2 separate regions of the Sus scrofa genome follow, and region 2 is linked to region 1. A link is a contact called in public HiChIP or PLAC-seq data. All regions are on one chromosome and are shown on one strand. The core of a region is the stretch at or near the end of the contact, and the rest is flanking DNA. Distances in the headings are between cores, read along the strand shown. Region 1 holds the start of PARD3B (partitioning defective 3 homolog B). Region 2 holds the start of NRP2 (neuropilin-2).

The links. HiChIP or PLAC-seq counts read pairs in DNA pulled down with a chosen protein or histone mark.
Region 2: an H3K27ac HiChIP or PLAC-seq map of skeletal muscle shows a contact between it and region 1, with 6 times the contacts expected there. The contact joins the promoter of NRP2 here to the promoter of PARD3B in region 1. A contact is called at or near these places in 1 of 5 promoter capture datasets (liver), 2 of 47 Hi-C or Micro-C datasets (embryonic fibroblasts and heart right ventricle) and 1 of 2 datasets of contacts at active chromatin or transcription factors (skeletal muscle).

The regions. Positions count from the first base shown.
Region 1 is chr15:107,879,284-107,885,108 of Sscrofa11.1, forward strand. PARD3B (partitioning defective 3 homolog B) reads left to right here and starts at 3,214. Exons shown (of 23, transcript XM_021075045.1): 1 at 3,214-3,867. The coding sequence starts at 3,748.
Region 2 is chr15:108,971,482-108,977,306 of Sscrofa11.1, forward strand. It overlaps NRP2 (neuropilin-2), which reads left to right and starts at 3,222. Exons shown (of 17, transcript XM_021076240.1): 1 at 3,222-4,227. The coding sequence starts at 4,155.

The sequences.
Region 1 (5,825 bases), core at 1,964-4,463:
GGTGTCACTCTGGCACCTGCTTTCATAAGGAAGCTAAGAACATAATCTATTATACTAATTGCCCCAAAAGTCTTGGAAAAAAGATTATATCCCATTCAATTAATTTTTTTGTGATAGAGCTTGTTATAAATAATTCCTTGAAAGGTAAAAATATTTTCTTTTTTAACAGTGCAAAACATCCAAATGGATGACTGGTCAACTACATATTAAAAACTATCATTCTTTCGTCAATATACACCCAATGGTACCTGACATTTTAGTTATACTTTCCACAACACAGAGCATCTTAATAATATTGGTCAATATTACCGTTCTCTGCATAAGGCATTTTCACTGGCTACTCCAAAACGTGCTAAACTATTGGATAACAAGTGGGAAAATATCATACCACAGGAATTATTTATCTATGCAAAAGCAAAACAAGAGAATGGAGCTCAGGCCTGGAATCCTCTAGCGTTACTCAATCCACACAATTTACTTACTGTCTTCTGCCCAGGAGGTCCCACAGGGCACGAAATACCACCTGAGGAATTTGCTGGGCATGATCATCTGTGTGTTGCAATCATGATCTTTTATATCACTTCTTAATATATGATAAATTGTTTCCATGTATGTCTGTGATAAGGGTGAAAAAACGCTTTAAATCTGGCTATTTAATAAACATGAAATGTAAATGGGAAACTCTTGATAATTACTAACTTGGGTCATTAAATTTCCCTCTGTGCTGTACAATGACCTGTTCATATCTGTGCCTACCTTCGTCCTTTTTTCCTCTCACACCTCACAACCTCTCCTGCATCCACAGGGCCTGATTCCACTGTTTCTGTGAGTGGCATTTGGGGAAACTGAGTATCCTTCGTGGTTGACTTGGGCTTCTTAAAGCCAGGACAGTAGGTCTGGGCTCTAGGTACTCGTGAGAGGCTAAAGCTGGGCGGCTAAAGCTGGGCTGAGAGGAAGTTTGTGATGTGAAGAAGAGCAGGAGCTATTCATTATCTGAAGGGAAGAGGAGGAGTCGGGAACAAGTGTGAAGAAGAAAAAAAGCCAGGAAGCATGAAGAATGGTCACATGCAAAGTTATTTCATCACTTAAAAATCTTTGCTCTGTACCATGCTACATGATCACATAATATTCAACGTGTCACATATGAATGCACTGCATTAGCATTTGTTTGCTCTACTCATTTGGTACTTTCCATGTAAGATCAGCATAGCCATTACTCTGAAGACATGGAGTCAGACTCCCTGGCTTCTAATCCAGCCTTGGCGATTTCTAAGAATGCCATTTTAATGGTCCTTCCTTCATCTCTAAACGGAAGATAACAAAAGTATCTCATAATGCTATTGCAAAGAAAAATAAAATCTAGATACAGAAGATGCATACTTATATATGTGTATATACATACATATGTAATGTCTATCTATCTACCTATCTTCAACCAGAACAGTACTTTGCATGCATCTAAATTAATCATGTTCAGCAAAATTATCAAATTTATTGCTGTTTCATAGTTTCTTTTGAACCTCTCACATCTGTAGGCCTTATCTCCCCTACTATCTTTAAGACCCTTGAGGGTGGGAAGCAATCTTATATTTTGAGCTAAATGGGTTTTTCTTTTTCCCCTTTCCTCAGCTGGGGTTTGCTCTTTCTCTGGTCTCAGTCCTTATGATTTAGCGGCAGGTGAACCAGGACTGGCCAGCCACAGTTGTATTCATTTCGCCAGAGGGGGCTTATGTGACTTAAGCTTGGATATGCAAGTCCTCGCCAGCAAAAGGCTCAGAGATGCTTTAGATGGCTGGCTTTAAGGCTATGTAAACCTGAAACAGTGGGGGTGGCCATCTTTGCCCCCTTTGGGGAGAGCCTGAGAATGGTGGCAACAGAGGGACACAGAGCCAAGAGATGGAAAGAAATAGCCTCTAAGGACATTGTTTGGGTTTCTGGATTCAATCTGCCTTAAAGGAACACTCTTTGGCTCTTCTGATTTTATAAGAAAATAGATCCTGTCTTCAGTTTATTTAAGTTAGTTTGCATTGGATTAGTGACCAGAATAATACTAATATATGTCTTCCTCAAATCAACTTAGTCTGCATGATCCTCTTTGATGCCATTGACCTGATAAAAGGCCCTGTACATACCATATTATATATATATATGACATGTATGAATTAACAAATATAACCTCTCAAAACCCATGAGTTTGTTAATTTAATCTCCTGTGCTTTGTTTTACTGTCATAGGCACGTCAAGTTCAATTTAAGTGCATCTTGACATAGGAAATTTTTTTTTTTTTTTTTAATTTAGAGAAATGCATGATGTAGCCTAGAGGAACTTGTAAGAAAACGGTGTGGGAGAGGTTTGGAAGAATGAAGTTCCTCTTAGCATAACTAATTCCATGGTCAGTTCATTCCCTTAACTTCCCTGGGTACTGTTCTTTCACGATAATATGAGAAATGTAATTCCTACTTTACAAACTTGTTATTAGGCTCAAAGAAGCTCACTGATGTGTGAGCTAAGAATGGTACAAATGCTATTTTTGACACCCCCCCCAAGATATGCCAATTTCATTTGATGATGGATACACACCTGCCGAAATCATGAACCTAAACGTGTTAATTTTTTTTTCTAGTTAAACAAACAACAGGAAGCACATTTCAGAAGGATATATGTGAACACATGCAGTCATATCTGGGTCTGAATGTAACCTTTGGGGGAATACTGAGCGTTCTCATCCTTAACGGTTCCAATCCCACGTTGTCTCCAAGAATCCCTTCAGTTTTTCTGTCTCAGGGCTTCAGAGAGCAGGCGAGAAGCTGTCCTTAGGACCAAGTTCCTAATAGGCCCTTGGGGCCAACCCTGCAGTTCAGTACCTGTGAGCCTTCAGCCTTGGGGAGTATTTGTGGGCGTGGCGAGAAGCACCTGCTCCCCGGCTCTTCTCGAATCTTGCTCCAATCCCCTCGTTTTAAGGGTGTAGCTCTGCAGCTCCCAGCTATTCCCTCGAGTGTACTTTATGAGATCCGGTTTCAATCCCCCGGTGGGGAGTTCTGAGGTCCCGTTACAATTCCCTAGAACTCCATGTGTGAGCGGGAGGGACAGAGCCAGGGAGAGACTGAGGGAGGGGACGAGTCTCCGGGCTCCAGTTACCGCCCCGCACGGCCCCCGCCCCGCGCCACTGAGTGCACGGCAGGGCCGGGGAGCGCCGCGGCCCCTTTAAGAGCCGGGCCCAGGCCGGCCCCAGGGCCGCAGGAGCCTAGAGCGCCGCGCGCCGCGGAGGAGTTGGGATCCGGCGCAAAACTTTCCTCCCAACTCCGGCCCCGCGCGCCGCCGCCGCCGCCCACTCTAGCCCGGGGCCTGGGGCCGGCCGCCCGGCTGCCGCCGCTGCCGCCACCAGGGCCAGGGCGAGGGCCAGGCTGGGCCGGCAGTTTCGCTTTGGCGGGCGCTGAGCAGCTGCCTGGGCCGGGCCGGAGCAAGAGCAAGAGGGGCATCCCGGTCCCGGGACCGCCGGGTCCCCGAGCCCCCGCCACCTGGGAGGTAGCCCTTCCCGCTGCTGCCTTCTCCCTGATTCCCGCCCGCCGGCGGCCGCCAGTCCGCGGCGAAAGGGCGCTGCTCTGAGTTCCCGGCCCTTAGGGGCGCTGGGGAGAGGCGCCCGGGTCTCCGTGCCCGCCCTCGCAGGGCGCCCCCGGAAAGTGAGGGCTGTGTCCGCCGGCCTAGACACCTGTTCGGCCGGCCCGGCGTGGTCGCCTGCAGACCAGGATGAAAGTGACCGTGTGCTTCGGTAAGACCGGCATCGTGGTGCCCTGCAAGGAGGGCCAGCTGCACGTCCGGGAGCTCACGCAGCAGGCGCTGCAGCGATACCTGAAGACCCGGGAGAAGGTGGGCGCGGCGCTGGGGGCGCGCGGGCGGGGCGGAGGAGGGGCGCGGCCACGGGCGGGTCACCTGGGAGCGCTCCGCGGCCCTGGCACCTGCCAGGTGCCCCAGGACAGGGTGGGAAGCCCTGGGGACGCAGAGCGCCCGGGTGCTTGATTTGTCGAGACCTGTGGCCTCAACTTTTGTATGTTGCTAATATGAGTGACCTGAGTATCTATGGGCGACTGTGGGCCTTGCTTCTCCGTGGATGGTGGGAAGAACCGCAGCATCAGAATCACTGGAGGGTTCGTTAGAAATGCACCCTCTGGTGCCCTAGTCCAAACTCATGGCCTCAGAATCTGCTTTTCAACAAGCTTCCAGGTGATTGGAATGGCCCCTGGAATTTGTGAAGCATTGACTGCTTTAGAAGTTGTTTGAGTGAACAGATCTCTAGGGAAAGGTTGAAGGTGCTGCTCACCTCAGGCGTGATTTTTGACCTGCCCAGAGGCCTGCTCCGCTTCTACTCCTTGGGCTAGAAAGTTGATTGGTTCAAGTAACAGACACTCAGAAGTTGTAACTGATTGGGCCCTTGGAATTTCAGCCTCCTGGGCTGCCCTCCCATAATGATTATGCAGGATGTCAGATGGAAGGATGCTGTTTGCTTTACACCAACCGGTCTACACTTTGCTGGTTTTACTTTAACATCACACATTCTGTGGACATGTGTAGACTGTGTCAGGTCTGGAGTGACTTTTGAAATGAGGACCAAGACTATTCCCCAGCTCTGTTCCTGAAGTCAGGAACAAAAGAAAATTAAGTGAAGCTCTGGAAGAGTGTTTAATCTGCAGTGCATGTTCAGAAGACCTAGCTGGACTCTGGAACACAGGTGTTTGGCTAACAGGCTGGGCCTCTCCGTCTTCTTCGATGGCACCTTTAACTGGAGGCATTCAAGAGCATCTTTCCATTTTCTGAATCCTTAGTTGGGACATCTTGTTTGCCCCAAATCCTCCTCAAACAGGACAAGTCATAAACTCTTGCCTTAGAGGCCATTTGTTCTCTTAATGTTTGTTCTCGTGCTGTGGGAACTGCAGAATTAATGCGTTGGGCAATTTAATGATAGGAAGAGGTAATTTCTTTTAATGTCTTCTAGGTTACCCAAGGCATAAAAGCAATTTTGTTTCTTCTAAATATGCAGTTGAGGCATCCAAGAAAATCTTTGCACTTTCTGTGCCTCCACTAAGAGTTATTATACAGGAAAAAATTGTCTGGATGAATACATGTGTGAGCTGCTCTGAACAGTCAAGAGTTGGAGAAGAGCATAATGAATGGCCTGTTAATATATTAAATATCATCTCCAAAGCTGGATGGTTTACTAATGGAATTGAGGCAAAAAGTGAAAAAATATCAAAGTGGCTAATAAAACTGAGTATCCATTCAAAAGTTTTTTTTTCCATTGTTACAGTAGCATGTGCTGTTTATATTGTATAATTCAGTTAAAAACTGAGAATTACACAACTAGTTTCAAGTTGTCTTTGAAATCATATTTCCCTAACTTCTGAAAGTAAGCTAAGGTTAAAAGTAGCAGCATTATTCTAGACAAATTATTAAAATAGATCTCATTGAAGGGTTATTTTACTGAGATGATAAACTTATTTTTTAATCATTATTAAAAAAATTTATTTCTAAAACCTTCTGTATTTAGAAGTTTAGTACCTGGAGCTGTCCAAGTAATAGAAGTCAGCTATATAAGTTTGTAAATAACATATGGGGAACTAACTCTATCATATTTAATGCATTGTAATTTGATTTTAAAAGATGTTAAAAAGCTATTGATATTCTGGACTGAAAGCATAATTTATAATATCACAGATTCCCATAATGTAATGGTATTGATCAGTTTACTATTATTACCAGACATAACATTTTTCTGTGTTTACATTTATATATTAGTGAATATGACATTTAAAGGTCTCCTGTAACTTATA
Region 2 (5,825 bases), core at 1,972-4,471, 1.1 Mb after region 1:
CCCATCAAGGGTGTGGCTAGGTTACAGCTTTCTGTTAGCATTTTTTTACAAACCTGTTTTATGTTCCCCACATCCCTGCCTGTCAAAGGAATGGAATGTAGGATGGGATTATCTACTATTATTTCACAATTAAGGATAATGATGTAAAACATCCTATGTGACTCAGTGATGCCGCCTGGAATCTCGACTTCACTAGTTAGCTGTCTCACCCGTTTTCTCTAGTCAGTTGGGTGTTTCTGTTGACAATCTCATTGTTTCTGTCAATACTACTACCTTTGGTAGGCTGGCTTCTCTCTAGGTCAAGGATGTGGACTGACATAATAATGAAAAATACAGTGGAAGTCTCCTCACCCCTGCATCTCTGGTTGAAACCGAAGCAAACCAACTGCAGCCAACCCCCTGAGATTCCAGTCTAGACAAAAAAACGAACTGGCAGGTCCGAGCCAGTCCCAGTCTGGAGAATTTACCTAAAGATTCATTTTCCATCAGGCACAGGTGGGATTTGTGTTTAGTTCCCAAGAGTCCTTGGAAATCCAGGATTAAAGCAATTCTAAGTCCTCCCTGGGTCCGTGGGCTCTTCTTCAGAGGGGGCTGGGGGACAGCCACTCTCACTTTGAATCTTCCCTGCTTTGCTAAAGGTCTGTGAGCCCCTGGAAGGAAAAGCACCACCAGAAATGCCACTGAAGATAGTTACCATTATTTATTGAGTGCTGCCCCCTAGAGGATTAAAAGTGCTCTGGCCGCTGCGAATCCCCGGGGCTCTGAACCAAGGACCCCTTTTCCACCCAACTGCAGGAAGTCAGGACTTCACTCAAGAGAACAGATGGGAAGTCTTGCAACAGTTGTACTGAGAACTGCCAGGAAGTAATTCAGCTCCTTCTTAATGACACCTCTGAAAACTTAAAACCCACAATGCTAGGAATAAGGTCCTGGAACAGAACACTGAAACAGACCCTCTCCCTTCAGGACCGAAAGACCCACAGAATAGCCTGACGGGGACCCTCAACACTGAGACCCCAAGAACGGAAGTCCAGAGTTTCATTCTTATGGTTTCCCCATGGGCTTCAGTTGACTTTTGCTTTCTCTCCTCCCTTCACCTAAACTCCAGCTATAATGTTCTCAGAAACAGAATTCTTCCATGTTGGGCAATTGCTAGATTGGTTTGGCAGGGCTGGTGAGTGGTGCAGGGAAGTGATACTAAATGACTCTCCTCATTCAGCCTCTGTCACTGAAGATAATGCTCTTTGTCCTTAGGTTAGTACCTTGGCAATTATAGAAGCTGAGCTCTTCAATTAAGGCTCAAAATCCAGGCTGTCTCTTTACACCATTAAAATTTGGGGAGTAGGAGGTCCTTCTTTACAAATGGCATTTTTGTTGCTGTTGTTGTTTCTGTCTTTTTTAGATCCACACCCGAGGCATATGGAGGGTCCCAGACTAGGGGTCCAATCGGAGCTATAGCCACAGGCCTATGCCACAGCCACAGCAACTCAGGATCTGAGCCACGTCTGTGACCTACACCACAGCTCACGGCAATGCCTGATCCTTTACCCAGTGATCAAGGCCAGGGATCCAACCCGTGTCCTCATGGGTACCAGTCCGGTTCCTTAACCGCTGAGCCATGATGGGAACTCCGCAATTGACATTTAAACAGGAAAAAAGTAGAGAAGAAATTTTTTAACAATGTGGATGTGCTTTCAAGTCCAGGAAGGAAGGAGGAAAAAAAGGGGTGGAGAGAGAGAGAAAAGAAAGAAAGAAAGAAAGAAAGAAAGAAAGAAAGAAAGAAAGAAAGAAAGAAAGAAAGAAAGAAAGAAAGAAAGAAATGGAAGGTAATCTTTAGACCAGCCAGGGGATATGCTCACTGGAAGAACTCTCCAGGCCTCGGTTAAATGCCCTTTCAAACCAGGCATCTAAGATTAACAGTGCGATAGGCAGCCTGTGGATTTACACGGCACTGTAAAATCCTTCCATGGCTTGGCTCAACTATTTGCAAATCACTTCTGATTCAATTTTGTTTTGGTTATCTCAGTGTAAATAACAGTTAAGTGGGAGTTACAGATTTTTCAAACACTAAAAGTGATAAACAAAGCTAATGGCAAGTCCAGATAAGGAGGAAAACCACCCAGAAGAATCCACAAGTACAAGCAGAGAAATAAATGGGATAGTCAGATGTGTGTGTTTCTTGTCACTGAAACTTTATTTTTCTTAATCTGCCGAGTGGCAGAAAAGGTATACGCAGAGTGTTATTTAGACTGTTCCTGTAAGAGTCTTTATGACAATGCAATAATAGGTGCCTAGTGAAGCAAGACAGTTTGGAACCCACAAAGCCATCCTCAGAAACAAAGATACAAGTGTTTTCCCAACTGTTAGCTCGCAGCTCCCTCTAAACAGTTTTCACGCCTCCATTTAAAAATAGTTGGCATAATGCTGTTTTGTTTCTCTCGGCGTGGTGACCACATTTCCATGGGGAAAATGTGATTAGAAGTAGTTACAGTAGCAGTTTGAGAAGCCTTCGTGTGCCTGGACTTTTCTGGAGGGTTGGGGGAATCCAATGTAATTACCTGCAAATTTTCTTTGAAGAAAGTCTTTCCCCTTCTTTTGATGGTTACAAGTTAGGAGCCCAGGGAAAACTCAATCTTCCCCCAGAAAAGAAAGCAGTATGTCTGGGACACCAGGAAGGCACCGAGTAGTAAAACGCAGGTTGTGTTTGGGGTTTTATTCAGCCGGGGCTGACCGTATGTGTCGCCGCCACGCACTGCTGCCTGTGCGAACGCATGGCTGAGCTGCCGCCTGGCTCTCTCCCTACTTCAAACACCGTTCGCCACCCAACTCCTCTGGCAACGCCATTGCGCGTGGCACTGTGTTGGATTCTACGTGTGTGGCACCGGAGTCAGGGAATCGGGGGAGAAAAAGAATTTCCTCCGTTTCCCGCGGAGTCTCCCTCGGGCGGGGGCGAAGCCGCCAAGGGCAGTGCGCCCTGGCGGTACCCGGGGGCGCTCCTTCTCTGCAGCTTTACGCACGGGCGGCGCTGCGCAGCCAGGCACAGTGGTGCCCGGGGTGGGCGGGAGGTGCCAGGTGGCCAAGGGGCCGTAGGGTGGGAGCTGCCTTAACTTTGATCCGGCCGCGGAGGGGGTGGGGGGAAGCCGCCGCCGCCGCCCCGCCCGAGCTGGGTGCCGCGGCTCTCGGCTCTGCGCCGCGCGTCTCCGCGGCTGCCTCTTTAATCAGGAACACAGAAGGGGCGGGCCCTGAGCCGGCGCGTAATCGGATAGCTCTGCCGCGGCTCTGACATCCACATGCTGCTCGGCCTGAAAAGGCAGGGGGGAGCCGGAGGGGAAGCAGAGAACGCGAGCGAGGCACCAGCCCGCAGCCCGCCCCCAGCACATCCTCAGACGCGCAGACACTGGGCAAGGCGCTGGGCGAGGTGGAGGTGAGGGCGGGCGCGAGCGAACTCGGAGAGGGGCTCGCTCACTCCCAGGCGATCCCAGCCGCCGCCGCACCAGCAGCAGCAACAGCAGCCGCCGCCGCCGCCGCAGCTTCCTTCCTCAGACTCCCCTCGTGAGGCTGGCCGAGCGGGTGTAGCCGTTAGGGAAGGCTCCCGCTAGGGGAACGCAACGAGGGCAAGAACTGGGCGGCCGCCTCCCACTCGGGCCGTCCGGCGGTCGGTGCCTCCGCCCGCGTGTCGGTCCCGGGTGCCGGGGGATGTGTGTCAGTTTACGCCTCTGAGATCGCACAGCTGCCTGGGGGCCGTGTGATGCCCAAGGCAAGTCTTGGCTTTTATTTTTATTATTTTTGTCTTGTTTTACCCTTGGCTTACGGGAAATATTCGTGATGTTGTAGGATAAAGGAAATGATACTTTGAGGAACTGGAGAGGACATAGATGCGTTTTGTTTTTAGGAGAGGAAACGCGTCCTCTCTTCTTGGCTTGCTCCCTCTTTGCTGACTTCAGGAGCGACCCTCCTTCCTCCTGGTGAGGTGGGGACCCAGCAAGAAGAAAGGTGAAGACCGGCCGCCAAGAGCCAGGAGGGAAACACTGACCAGTAGAAACCTTTGCAGAGGACACTGCAAGGAAGAACACAAGAGAGAGAAAAACACAAAAGACTTCTAATTGTGCAAGAAAGCTACCAAAACAGCTCTGGAGAAAGCCTCCTTCTCCAACATGGATATGTTTCCTCTCACCTGGATTTTCTTAGCTCTCTACTTTTCAGGACTCCAAGTGACAGGCCAACCAGGTAAGCCCCTGAACGGTTTTTTTTTTTTTTTCCCCAATCTATTTCAGCATGCCTTTACCTTTAAAAGCAACTGCTAATGCAGGGGGCCACACGCAATAGCATAGAAGGAGGATGCTCGATACTGAATTATTTAGAGAGAGATCCCTCCCTACACCACCACCAGCAGCAGCACCACCACCAGCACCACCACGGCTAAAACTCAACTTTTCTCTCCTGCTAGGAGTGTGTGAGTGTGAGTGTGTGTGTGTGTGTGTGTTTTGAAACATAGACAGAATTTGGCGGTGTTCAGATGTCACATATGGACTGAATCAAAGGTTTAAAAATACTACAAAGCCTTTGCATTACAGTTTTGGGGAATTTTTTTTCCCGTCTTGAAGCAGAACACATCTCCCATGAGTTTCTTCAACCTAGCCAGCAAAATATAAATCATTTGCATTCTCTCCACTTAGCTACACTCATTGAGCAATGCTAACTGAAGGGCCTGGGAAGTACAAGAGTCTAGTTTGGGTTTTCCAATGCTGTAGATTCTTTGAGGAATGTGTGGGTGAGCTCAGAATTGTTGGGCTCAGGCTGATGGAGTAACTTGCCTAGCGGCTGAGCTAGGGGCTTGGGGCTGGGTGCTGCTGGCAATCGAGGTGGTTGGCTGTCCAGCTCTCTTTCCTGCATCCATGTGTTTTCTGGGGAAGTAAATCATATGTTCTTTTAAAAAAATTATTAGATAAAACAAACTGTGTGGCTCTCAAAGGTCTCTCACTCTTGTGAAGTGGTTAGAAACTTTGGAGTGGAATTTGTTCTCAACCACTGCCAAAAAGGGTGTGTGGACAGACTGCAGAGATAAGCATTGCAAGGCCCAGAACAGTCTGGGGCCAGAATTTGTGGAGGGAAACCTGGCTAGGGGTACATTCTCAGAGAAGGGCTCTCTGGTTCCAGGGACTCCAGTGGGGCTTAATCTTGCTTCCCTACCCTATTCTCCAGGGTCACCCTCTCTCCCCTCTGACAGCAGTGGCTGGCTTCTGACAAAACTCAGAAACTGCTACAGGTGATGGAGAATGGGAAAGCCATCCCTGGAGGCACCAGGGACAAGAGCAAGAGAGAAGACAAGCCTTCCTGAAGTGCTTTTACCCGGAGGCACTTCTAAGGCTGCCTGGGCAGTGGGAGGACTAAGCCCTTGCAGCCTCCCCAGCCCTCTTTCATCACAGCCATGCGAGTGGATCCTGTGGGAGCCTGGGACTCTAGTTCTCACTCCTCAACACATGAACACACACCACTTGAATCTTAGGTGTTTATTTGAGGGGAAGGAAGATTCAGGAATGCCCTTGCTATCCAAATCCACAAGGGTGCTCCTTCTTCTCTGCCATAACTGATCTTCAGGGCAGCTGCAAATCTTATCAAAGAGATGGGCGCAGGTCCCACTTGGGGAGATTTACTGTGGCTCCCCATTCCCTGTGGCCTTAATTCTAAGTTCCCAGCTTGAAGCGAAATTAAATTACCTCCCACAGACCTGAAAGCTGCATAAATTATGTATGTTTGTGTGATCCGCTGTGTGTGTGTGTGTGTGTGTGTGTGTGTGTGCGCGCGCGCGCGCGCGCTCAGAATGC